Regions from separate parts of the Mus musculus genome. Here region 2 is linked to region 1. The links are chromatin contacts, called in public Hi-C maps. All regions are on one chromosome and are shown on one strand. The core of a region is the stretch at or near the end of the contact, and the rest is flanking DNA. Distances in the headings are between cores, read along the strand shown. Region 1 holds the start of Gpat4 (glycerol-3-phosphate acyltransferase 4). Region 2 overlaps Ank1 (ankyrin 1, erythroid).

What was found. Hi-C and Micro-C count contacts between places; a contact is called where the count stands out from the background.
Region 2: a contact with region 1 is called in a Hi-C map of muscle stem cells, with 2.5 times the contacts expected there. The contact joins the enhancer-like site here to the promoter of Gpat4 in region 1. A contact is called at or near these places in 1 of 484 Hi-C or Micro-C datasets (muscle stem cells), 1 of 115 datasets of contacts at active chromatin or transcription factors (pancreatic cancer cells) and 3 of 9 other capture datasets (adipose tissue, liver and macrophages).

What each region holds. Positions count from the first base shown.
Region 1 is chr8:23,205,486-23,211,790 of GRCm38.p6, forward strand. It overlaps Gpat4 (glycerol-3-phosphate acyltransferase 4), which reads right to left and starts at 2,968. Exons shown (of 13, transcript NM_018743.4): 1 at 2,814-2,968.
Region 2 is chr8:23,024,977-23,031,281 of GRCm38.p6, forward strand. All of the region lies in intron 1 of Ank1 (ankyrin 1, erythroid), which reads left to right. Among named protein-coding and RNA genes, the nearest start is that of Gm51563, 8.9 kb to the right of the region's middle. Within about 2 kb of position 3,380, at least 125 of the 459 cell types and tissues checked have an H3K27ac peak or open chromatin away from gene starts, as enhancers often do. A contact at or near this core is called in muscle stem cells and pancreatic cancer cells, where this site is marked.

The DNA of each region.
Region 1 (6,305 bases), core at 1,718-4,217:
ACCTCAGTTAATTTATTTAAATAAAAAACAAGCAACCAAACCAAACCACTCAACACATTTGAAGAAATTCCTTTAACTGGGCCTTGGAACTAACTATGCAGGCTGCCTGGTAAAATTCCTCCTTTCCTAGTTGCAATATTGTTTCTGGAGAAAAAAAAAATGTTGTAGAACTGCACAAGGGCATTTTAGTCAATGACTACCTAAAAGACAGTGTCTTTTACTGCTGATACACTGTAGCCATCTTATTTTGCTGTGAATAAATTTTATGGTGTTCTAGTAACAAACTTTCTAATAGTGCCCTACCACTTGAGCTGGGTCCCTAGGGTGATCCCCTTAGTGACTGTATTAAATAGCAATGAATGTTATATAAATCTCTTCTATTTAATTGCCAACCATCTTTAAGTCAGTATTTCCCAAAGTCTTCTAAAAGTTATAATCAAAATTTGTCTTTTGTCCCACACTTATTTTTTTTTTTAAATTAAGCACAGTTCATTGTACTACTCTGTCCTTCATTAGAAAAGCTTGTATTAACTCACCTACATGTTTCATGATTATAAGTTTTCAAGGGAATCTGAAAGTGGCACTTCACAGTGGCAGTGAAGAAAAAACCCAGTGCAGAGCTGGGGAAATGGGATGTTTTTCCTAGCCTCAATATTGGCCTCTATGGGTCTGGACAAGCCAACGAACCCCTCTTTGTTTAAAAATTAAAGACACTGGACAAAACCATCTGAAGTTCTCACTCACATATGTGCATACTGAAACCAGAATTCAGGTCTCTTCCTTAGTCATTTTCCACTTCCAATTGTTTTATTATTTTACGAATGTTTTGCCTTCATGTATATATGTGCATGCCTGGTGTCTGAGGCTACAAGAGGGTGCCAGATCCCCTGGAAGTGAGTTATAGACAGTTGTGAGCCACTATGTGGATGCTGGGAATCAAACCCAGGACCTCTGGAAGAGCAGCCTGTGCTCTGAAGGTCCAAGGCATCTTCTCCAACCCTGTTTTTATTTTTAATTGTGTAAGTGTGTATCTGTATGTGGCCAGGAACACTTGAGGCTATAGGATCACCTGGAGGCAGAGTTACAGATAAATGTAAACCAGCATATGGTACCAGGATCAACTCCAGCTCCTCTGCAAGAGTTTCAGGCGCTCTTAACTGATGAGCCATCTCTCTAGTCCTTTCACTGTATTGGAACAGAGTCTATCACTGAACCAGAATCTTATCAAATGGCTCTCAGGAGCCTCTTGTCTCTGCCTCCCAGCAGTGAGACTACAGGTGAGAGCCATGTCTGGCTTTTTACATGGATGCTGGGGATCTGAACTCAGGTCCTCATGTTTATATAGCATTTACTCAGAGCCAGCACCTCAGCTCAAGGAAGAACTTTTAATAATAGGGTACCTTTCAACAAAAACATATTACGATTTTATGCAATGCTACAATCTTCATTTTGAAACTTAAGCTACTTTTGACTTGTAAAGGCTCACTGTCTATCAAAAACATGGAGACGGGAGATATACAGCTCATTGGTAAAATTAAATAAACCACAAACCTCCAACACACACACACACACACACACACACACACACACACACACACGGCGCGCGCTCCAGTGCTAAATTTTTGTTTCTTCCTGAGACAGAAGAAGTAAAATAAATGAAGATGCAGATATTGCATGATTAACCCCAGATGTCACTGAGCATATATAATAATGAGCATACGTTCCTGGTTTTGCATATTTGAAATTCTCCAAATTATAGGTCTGAAAAATTACTCTCAGAAAGAGGAAGGATAATTTAGCAGGCAGGATTACAGTTTTGACCATAGTCTTTGGTCGCAGTGATTTTTATGCCTGTCTTTACGGGGTTGCGATACAATCTCGAAGACACGCTAACTCTGCAGAGACTCTTAAAAGTTCTGCTCAAATTAAGGAAAACGAGCGAAACCAAAGTTCTTCAAAGGCTATCTACCGGTAATACGCAAGAGATGGGTATGGGATGGAACTTAACGTCCGCGAAGCCTGACAATTTCACATAGATTATTCTACAACCTGTGAGTCACCAATGTAATATCCAAGTAAGATGGAAAGTGAATAAATAAGTCAAACTTCCAGGTAGGATGCTACTACCACTGAGGGCATGGAACCAAGGCGAAAGGGAGTCTGGGGTGTGAAGAAGGCTGGAATAGTGGCAGTTCTAGTTAGTGGCTCAGGAAAGTCATGTAGCATCAAGCAGGGCTGCCCCTATCCGGGGGCAAACCTGGACACTGGGACTCTCCAATGCGGGAAGGGGGAGAGGGGGCAGACCCGAAAAAGAAGACAGTGTGAGCACAGCACGGGATAAAGGACGGATTCTGGGGGGGAAACCCGTTTCCACGTGATCTAACGCCGGGTTCTCAGCCACGTTCCTCAGCTCCGGGCCACACCAGGCCGAGGCGGCGAGCGGCCTGCGGAGAGGAGCGTGGTCGGTTGAGGAGGAGAGAAACCGGTCGGGGAGAGAGGAGCGGGGCGGCCGAGGAGAGGAGGGAAGGGAAAGAAAGGGCCGGATGAGGACAGCGGGGCTGGCTGAGCCAAGGAGCCGAGCGGCAAGGAGCCGGGCGACTGGAGAGGAGATGAGGCGGCAAGAGGACAGCGGGGCTAGCCCGGGAGGAGAGGAGCGGGGCTGGCGAAGGACAGGAGTGGGGCAAGCGGGCGTGAAGGAGCTCGGACCGCCCGGCAGCGGCTGCCCCACCGGCGGGACCCCGGCCCGCGGCTGCCGACCCCGCGTCCCGCCCGGGGCCGGGGGCGTCCGGTAGGACCAGGTCCATCCAACTCACCGGCCGTGAGGCTCGGCTCCAGTCCTCGGTGACTGCCGCTCCCGCCCTGCCCTGCCCGCCGCCGGCCCAGGCGTACGTAAGAGCGTGCGTACGCCCGCCCGTCTTTGTCTACGCCGCTGGACGTGGACCCCACTCCCCTCAATCCCCGCCCCCGAGTCCCGCCCAACCGCGCTTGCGCGGTCTCCCGGAGGACCCCAGGGTGGGCGGGGCTCCGGCGATGCTCGCTCCTCGCACTGATGCTCGCCAGCGTGAGCCGAGGTCGCTTTCTGAAAGCCAACCGGGGCCTGTCTGAGCTGTGTCCAGAACAGGCATCGTTCCCGGGGAGAGGGAGAACCCGGCATGGCGAGGTTCATTTACTGAGTCTTTGTGGGACTTTGTGTGAGATTCGGTTCCGGCTGGCCACGAAACGTTAGCCACCATCCCAGCACTACCCGGGCATCCCGGAGCTTCTCTTAACGTAATTGGCTGGTTGGCCAACTGCAGTTTTCCAACCCAGCCACAGTTCTAACTAACCTCTCCTCAGACTGGAAGCTTCAAAGACAGGCTTGTTTTGCTGACGTGGGTCCTTTATAGTGGAAGAAAGAGAAAGAAGGGATGGGGGACACGCCTCTTTGGCCCACCCCACCCCCTTTTAAGACAGGACGTCTTGTAATACAGACTTGCCTCAAAAACTGCGAATTGCCCAATGACCTTCAGTTTCTGCACCGACTGCTTCCACCTCCTGAAGTGCTGGAATAAACTACCGTCCCAAGTTTTATAAAGTGCTGGGGGCTGGAACTCAGGGCCTCGTGCATGCTAAAAGAAGCACTCGACCAGCTGAGCCACATTCCCAGCCTCCGAGTTTATTGCTTTTGTATACTTCCAAGAGTACCTAACCTTTCCCCTAATTCAGGACTTAAACCTCCATTTGTTGATTTCTTCACAAACTTTTACACAACTCCAGGTATGTAACTATAACAGGAATACAAGACATATTTAATGATAATAAATTTATTTAAAAGCATTTTTGCTATGTATTTGTAGCTTTCCTATATTAACTATTAAAGCAAATTTGCATATTAATGAGATGGATGTGTTTGCCACTCTATTAATTTATTATTTTATTTTTGGTTTTTTCGCTGGCTGTCCTGGAACTCACTCAGTAGACTAGACTGGTCTTGAACTCAGAAAAACGCCTGCCTCTGCCTCCCAAATGCTGGGATTAAAGGCATGCGACACCACTGCCCGGCTGCCACTCTTAATATAAAGAAATCAGCTAAATATTTGATACCAAAGGATATAAAACATAAAGTTTCCCAACGTTTTAAATTTTATAATTGTCAATGCTGAGAACACCGTTTCACAAATACCTTGTACAAAACAATATTAGTAAGTTTATGAACATTTCAGAAATTATTAGAGATTCTGCCCTAATCCCAAGCCAAAAATGATTTAACAGATTTTTGTGAGCAGATTAACTGAAGCAGTTTTTAAAATCAAGAATTCTAATACAGTGCAACCCCTGAATGTGCTAATTTGATGCTTACTTACAATGCTTACCTGCTGAGGAATGACTACAGGAAAATATTTTTTAAAGTCATGGTTTCTTCAAAATGAAACATGATAGCTAACTAACACTCACTGAAACACTCCACAGATGTAAGGGCAGGAGGATCAGAAGTTCAATGTCACCTTTAGCTATACAGTAAGTCCAGGTCAGCCTGGACTAGCCCTGTGACACTCTGTCTTAAAACAACCCCCAAAGAACTAGTGAATGAGTCAGTGGGGGAAAGGCACTGTTGTCAAACCTGATGACCTGAGTTAATTCCAGGGATCCACTCTTGCAAGTTATCCTTTAACCTCAGCAGGTGGACTGGGGCAAAAGCAAGCTCATGAATGCGCATGGATGCAAACACGCCAACACATCAGTGGATAAACGTAATAAGAACATTTTTAAAACTAACATAGGGCAGGCATGGTAGCAAACACCTTTAATCTAGCACTTAGAAAACAGAGGCAGTGAATTTCTATAAGTTTGAGGCCAGCCTGGTTTGAATAGTAAGTTCTAGGCTAGCCAGGGTTATATAGTGAGAAAATAATTACTTAGAAATATAAAAGATACAGGTGGGACTAGAGAGATGGCTCAACAATGGACAGTTCTGACTCTTCTTTCAGAGGACACCAGCTCCATTCTCAGCACTCATGTGGTAGCTTATAACTAACTCCAGTTCCAGGGGGATCCAATAGCCCTTTCTGGCCTCCACAGACACACATGTGGGCAAAATGCCCATAAACAATTTTTAAGTAAAATTAAAATAAGTAAATAAAAACTTTCAAAATGTACTCTAGAGAGTGCCTGGCAGTAAGATGTAAGTGTGAAGTTCAAAGCCGACTAGTGAGCAACATCTTTTTAAATATCCCTTCCAGAGCTGGGGAAATAAATGGCTGAGTGGCTAAAGTGCTCACTAAGTGTGAGGACCTGAGTTCAAATCCCCAGTGCCTATGTAAAAGGCAGGTGCACTGGAGGAACAAGGACAGGTAGGTCCTGGGGTGAGAGGCTCACTGACCCGTCAGCCTAGACAAAACATTGACCCGAGGTTCAATGAGAGATCCTGTCTCGAAAAACTGTGCAAAGTGCTATGAGAAGATTCCAGAAGTTGACCTTTCTGGCTTCCACATGTGCACACACATACAAGATGGCAGGCTTATAATCAATAACATTCAGGAATGTAGGATATCTTTACTATGATCAAAGTTAAAAGGTGTAAAAAAATTTCAGGCAATTTTGGGGAACAGGAAAGAGGCCCTACCTACCTAAAGTAACATACATTCAGACCTTAAGTGTGGCCACTAACCTAAAATACTATATATGAACAAAATAATTTCATATCAACAGCCTTCACAGCAAATGCTGTTCATTGTGTAGGAGTTCTTTTTAGGATTTATTATTGTGTGTGTATCTTTACATTGTGCAATTGCATGAAGAGGCCAGAAGGACAGGTTCTCCTGGCTGGAGTGTTAGATGGTTGAAGCCAACACAGGTACTGGGAACTCTGGAAGAGTAGGAAACCCCCTGTGATGGTAACCTCAACCCCACCACAAATCCTGTGTATGAACACTGGAAAGACAGTGAGCCTTTGAGCTCTCTGAGGGGCTCACAGCCATGCTTTTCCATGTGTCTTCCTTCTGAGTGTTTTCCCTCCTAACCCTTGAACTTAAGCCTATATGAAAACATCTTTAATATGGACTGGAGTGATGGTTTAGTGGGAAGATCACCTGCCATGCAAGCACGAAGGCTGGAGTTTTGACCCACAGAATGCAGTCTGTAATCGAGAGTCTCTGGAAGCTCGTGGGCCGGGTGTATGAAGTGGTGACGAGATCCTGTCTTAAACCAGCTAGAAGGTAAGGGTAGACACCCAGAGTTGTTCTTTGACCTCTATACACATGCGGTGGCACATGGACAACTGTACACACATAAACACAAACATATTAACATACACAAATATTAAATAA
Region 2 (6,305 bases), core at 2,130-4,629, 180 kb before region 1:
GGAGTATATAAGCTTCAGCGAGCTGGCTGCTAATATTTCTGGCATAGCTCCCTGCAGTCTAGGTGGTTAGTTTTTGCTAAATACCTACTGAATATGAACCTACAGGAAAGGACTGGTCTACTCATGTGGCAGGCGAACCTTGAACCAGAAGAGTGGCTCAGAGAGAGGTGGGTCCAGCCAAGTTGACTCTGAATACTGTGTTAGTCACCTTTGTGTCACTGTGATAAAATATCCAGCAGACATGACTTGGGGGCAGGAAGATTTATTTGAGCTTACAGTTTTGGAGGTCCCAAATCATTGCTACAGAGAACCTTCATCTGACTGCCCTATAAGCAGAGACAAAGTGGGGGGCAACTTTCTATGGCCTGCCTCTAGTGACTTACTTCTGCCAGCCAGGATCTCGCTCCAACTTCTCTTATCCTCCCCATACAGTCTGGAATAAACATCCAAAAACATAAGCTTGTAAGGAACGAGGCAGATTCCTTACGGTGATAAAGACATTTCTCTTTTTGTGTCCCTGTCTTGGAAGATATAAGCTTGTTTTTTTTTTAAATGGCTTGAGCAGTTATTTTTCAAGCTCACACCCAGTAACACATGTTTCTCTTTTATTCAATCCCCAAGTCTTGATAAATGCACAGAGTCACGTACTTCATCTCAGTCGAGACAGAACAGGTCTTCTGCCTCACAAAGCCTCTCTCATGGGCGTCCCATTCCCACCCACTGGCCCCTAGGTCTGTTTTCCACACCCAGAATCTTGCCTCCTCCAGACTGTCTTACACATGAGCCCATGCAATTCGCAACCTCGACATCTCCATGTGTCCAGAGCTGGTGGCTGAGTAGTGACTGCCTTCTGGGTGGGTTACAGTAGGTGGATGATTCTCCACCAAGAACATTGGGTTGATTTTCTAGAACAACCACTCAGGTTTTCACTTTAGGCAGATACTCTAGAATGAGAACCCCAGGTCTACCCTGGTTATCCTTTAGCATAGTCAGAACTTCTCTGGGCTTGCCTTGTGTCAGGAGCAAGTAGATACACAGCCTGCCCTCGCTCTTCAGGTGTGTGCACTATCATCATAACTGGCTTCTGGTTTTACTGTTGGGAGAAGGGAGATGCAGACAGGTTCAGAGTCTTAAGGAATTCAGTCAAGATCAAGCCAGAGTCTGGACCCTGCATCTTCGGTCGGTTGTTGCCTAGTTCCCTCATTTGTCTCTGCTGTGTTTTTGAGAGAGCATCTTGCCATGTTGCCTAAGCTGGACTTGAGATCCTGTTTCACCCCTCCCCTAAGTGCACCCCCACTCCTAACCTGTTCTTTCATGGAAAGAATGTATTCTCATGGAGACCCTCTTGGGACAGTTACCACCGAAGCATCTCACTTTCGAGTGAGGAATGTAACCCAAAGAGCAAGTTTAGGTGGCAGAGACCACGTAGCCGTTGGGCATGCTGATGGACTACATCCATCTCTGAAGGTGATGACATGGCTGTGATACATTCTACCTCTAGCACCCTGGTAAGAAAGCACCATCTACAAAAATCATTCTTCTGTGATTGATCTAAAGAGTTCTTCTGGGTTCTTGGTAGCAGGCCTGGCCTGGAACTGATATTCTGGCGCTCTGGGTGCTGGATTCTGCCTGTTCTTCTTTGGCTCTGACCCCTTTCCCTTCGTGCTATCATTTCATACTTGGGGCCTGTCCCTCAAGGTCCCTTTACCTGCTACAGCCTCCCAATCAAGATGGAGTGGGCTCCTAGGACTCTGGGCTCTAGCTCAGCTCCAGCCTCTGAAGATTGCAGCTGAGAATTAATTGCTATTCATTTTTATGTAGGTCACGTTTTCTTTAGAGGAAGTTGATGGGATTTCATTATCTGTGGAAAGCAGCCATACCAGAAAGAAGAATACTTTTGATTGATAATTTAGCTCAAGAATAGTGTCCCACTTTAACAAGTCTCTTGGGGAGCAGATGACCCCAGAGGGAACTATATGTATATCTAGTAGTCTGTGTATTTGGCAAAACTTTGTGTGTCCTAAAGAGAAGCAGGGCTGGGCCTGTCAGGACTTATAGATTTGATCTAGAAACTTGGGGCAGTATATAGTGGCCATCCCATCCTGACTAATAGCTTACCAAAGGAACATAGAGAACCCGGATGTTCCCCAGAGAGGCAGACCAGCTGAAAGTGCCTTAATTATATTCTTGTTAGCCCCAAACTAGATTGAACAAACAATTGTTTGTATTCACTGTAGGCAGGAGCAACATTCTGGACATTCCTGATGATGTTATCTGAGGAATACCTATACTCTGCTAGGAGACCTTCATTTATGAAATACGAACTTTTCTAAGGTTGGGCTGTGGCTCTGTGGATGAGATCTTTTCTAGAATTCAAAATGCCCAGATTAAACCCTAGCACTGCAAAAATCAGAAACAAAACCAGGAAGCACTCTGCCAACACAGAGTTCTTTAAAAAAAAAAAGAGAGAAAAAAACAGTAAGGAGAGAGTAGCCTCTTAAATCACAAGATTTCATAGTAAATTTATGCAGAGAATCAAAGAAAATCTGAGCATCACAAGAGTGCTGTACTCCAGAAAACTGTGACTGTCACATCGTAGGAGATTTGGACAGTAGAAAGCAAGCCTGCTGCTGGGGACTGGGACTCAGGAGGCAGAGCTTCTGGGGACAGACCCAACTTCACTCTCTGCTTGTGTTCCCTGGATCTGCCAGCAGCTGCCCCACTCCACCCCCACCCCCAGGCACCCTCAGTTTCACATCTGTGAAATGGGGGCAGTAACATCCCTTCTCTGTGCTGCAAGGACCAAGTGGCACCTCTAGCTCCCAGGAGCACAGGCGCGGTGCCAAGTGCTGCGGGGACCCTAGCTTTTGGTTTTGTTCCAACAGCCTGAGCCTCAAGAAGAAACATTAAATCGTTTTTTCTAGGAAATGCCAAAATTGAGGTTTTCCTTTGAAGCTTTGAGGAGGAAGCTTCTAAAAACCAACCATGTGTCCTTACAGGGCCCTGGTGTGTAAATAGCAGGGGGAAATGCCAGACAGCAGAGGGCTGTAAAATAAACAAGGCGTATTCCAGTGAGACTGGGGGAAGTCAGTGGCCCAGAAGGCACCAGGGGGCGCTCTGGAGCTGCAGGGAGGGGTTCTACACGATAAGGTCCAGCCTGCAGGGTCCTTCCCTCTGCCCGCATACTCATGCACAATCTGAAGATGCGTCCCCCGGTGTCCCTTTGGATCTTCCACGGAGAGGGTCTTCTTGGTTTCCTTGTCTAAGATGCAGTAGATGAGGCACTGTGGGAAATGGGACCTGCTTTGAGCTGTTCCCAGGCTTGCCCTCGCACTGGGAACTAGACTCCTCCAACTGACAGTCCCTGGTGAGGGAGAGCATTTCAGTACCGCTTATCCCTATAGCATCTCATCAGAAGAGCCACAGAGTGATCAAGTTCACTCTGAGGCCAGAAGAGCAGATGCACTCCCTCTGGTGGTGACCGTGCTTCTCCGGCAGAAAGGCTTTCTGGAGGATATGTCTGTTTCCCTGGTGGTTGGATGCCCCTGGGCTGCTGTTGAAGCCGAAGGATCTGGCAAGAGATAGAGGCTGGTGCCATAGAAGGAACCTGCAGTTTTCTCCACTCGCTGGCATACAGAGCGGGTGCTGGTGCTGACAGGATTTTCACAGCTGGTGGGAAGCCACAGTGCAAGAACAAATGAGGGAAAGCAGCTCGGAGAGGGAGAATGGTGTGTTAGAATCAACACAGCTGAGTAAGTGTGAGGTCTGGGTGAGAAAGGGCTGTCGGGAGTGGGCGGGGCCAAGAAGGGGTAGTAAGGGTATGGCAAATCGAAAGATAAGCCCCAAGGCCCTGTTTCCTCTCCCCTCGGGCACACTTTAACTGTAAGATAGAACTGGTAAATAACTCAGAAATGATCTTAGCACATCATTAATATAGACAAGTTGCACAAAAGCTGTGTGTGTGTGTGTGTGTGTGTGACCTTGTGTTTGAGAATAGTAATGGACATTATAAAATGGAGTCTGGAAAAATCATTTTTGCCATTTTAGTGATAGAAAATTAAATGTGTTAATTTATAATCCCACCTAGCCTAATTTTTCTTTTAAAGGCTGCTGTATTTATTTTAAAGCCTTGAACATAGAATACAAAGGAGGGTTCAAATCTCATTATTGCTTCTTTGATGCCTGAATCATTCATATCCTAGGATGACCCACTGTCAGTAAGCCCCAGGAAGGCCCAGGATACTTCCGGCCCTGCATCAGTGCATCTCAAAGATCTCGCATGCACCACCAAGGGATGGTAGAACAGAATTAGGAAGTTACAGGCAGAGAGCCTCCAGCCTTTCTAAGGCATCGACTCGAATCCTCTCCTGAGCCTGGGGTGCTCTTACTGATGCATAGAAAGAACAAGAAAGAAGGGGGAAGAGTCCAAGCCCTTAGGGAGCGCTCCGAAAACCTTCACATGTTTACTGAGCACGTGCTACGTGTGAGACATAGTTGTTGGTCTTGAGGACTGACACTGTGGCCAGGAACAAGACAGTGGTCAGAATTATTAGAAAGACAAGAGCGTCGATCAAGCAGTGAATTACGCAATCCATGTAGCAAAGACTGAACCTATTGACAGGAAGAAAATTAATATAGACGAGGCTGTAGGTTTTGTCAGGTAGATGAGAAAGGAACACACCTGGCTGGAGGCCGAGAGGGGAAAAGCTGTTTGAGAACAATATAGTTTACGTGAATACAGAGGTGTCCAAAGGATCACACGTTTATACAACACGAGGCCTGAACAAATACAGATTCAAATTCTTAGGTGTAGTGGCTGGAGAGATGGCTCAGTGGTTAAGAGCACTGGCTGCTCTTCCAGAGGTCCTGAGTTCAATTCCCAGCACCTACACAGTGGCTCACAACCACATCTAACTCCTGTTCCAGAGTATCAGATGCCCTCTTCTGGCCTCCACAGACACCAGGCACAGATGCACATGCAGGCAAAACATTGGTACACATGAAGTAAAAATTAAATTAAAAAAATCTCATGTGTGTCATAATTCCCATTTTCAAAAGTTATTTATTATTCATACATAAAGAAAAAAATGACTAAGAGAGTATGTTGAGTTGTGAGTGTCGATACTGTGATCCAGACATTGTGCGTGAGTTTTAGATTCTTCTTTTTCCATATGATCGTGCGGGCGTCCTGCCAAGCACTTTATAAGCCTGTGTGAGCAAGTCACAAGCCAACTGTGTGAAGGATAATGGCAGCCACATATTGTCTCAAGTGGGAAAACAGTAGAAGCAACCCATGAACTGCTTAGGGACACATATGTGAGTCCTACAGAGATGTGTGCTGTGGCCCCAGATGAACATGGGGAGAGAGAGAGAGAGAGAGAGAGAGAGAGAGAGAGAGAGAGAGAGAGAGAGCTGGGGAAGAGGCAGAAGGTGGTTTACTGATGTTCGTGATATTTCGGTCTTGAGCTGAGTGCACCGTGTTCTTCTTTACCTTTTTAATACATGCCTTGACTTACATCATGCATCTAAAGATACAAACAACTACATTAAAAGTGACATCAGTATAATGTTTGCTTCAGATGGAGGAGAGGCAGAGGACAGGAGAGCTGAGTAAAGTATGTCTGCTTTTTTCCTAAGCTTGGGTGCTATCTTTTTTCTGTTGCTTGTTAATTCTTACTCTCTTCCTTATCTTGACCAACCACAACTCTCCCCCCAGACTGTCCCTTCTAGCATTTCGAAGTAACTATATTTTTCTTTGGCTATTGGGTAGAGGGAAAGTTCTCCCATGTGTCGGTATGGAGACTTGTAGTGAGACTACAAAAACTGAACGGCTTTGTAGTCTGTAGTTCTTGTATCACCTCCAAAAAGATCACATGCTCTATGTGAGACACAAGACACCTGGGTAGAAGCCCAGTGCTCCTGTTACAACACATCCATGTTACCTCAACTGTTCCTCAGAGCAGTCTGGAGTGTTGTGTTAGCTTTCCTGCTTCCTAGTGAGTCAGGGTAGCTCCGGGGTACTCAGCGACTTGCTCTGGATAAAGCTCGGTTCACCCAATCAGCCTGTGAGACATTTGGGATCACAGCCAAATTGTTCTCTGCTGCCATCTCTGACACAGCTGTGCACATCAGCGCCAATTATGGATCTCAACCTTGCGACCACAGCACTCATTAGTGAGGTACCTAGAAGGATGCCCGCCTAGTTAGGCATCCTGTGAGCCCTCCTGGCCTCCAGGACACTGGCTTGCCGACCTTACTGTAAGCCCTAGTCCTGTGTACCCCAACATGGGGTCTGTGCATCTCTG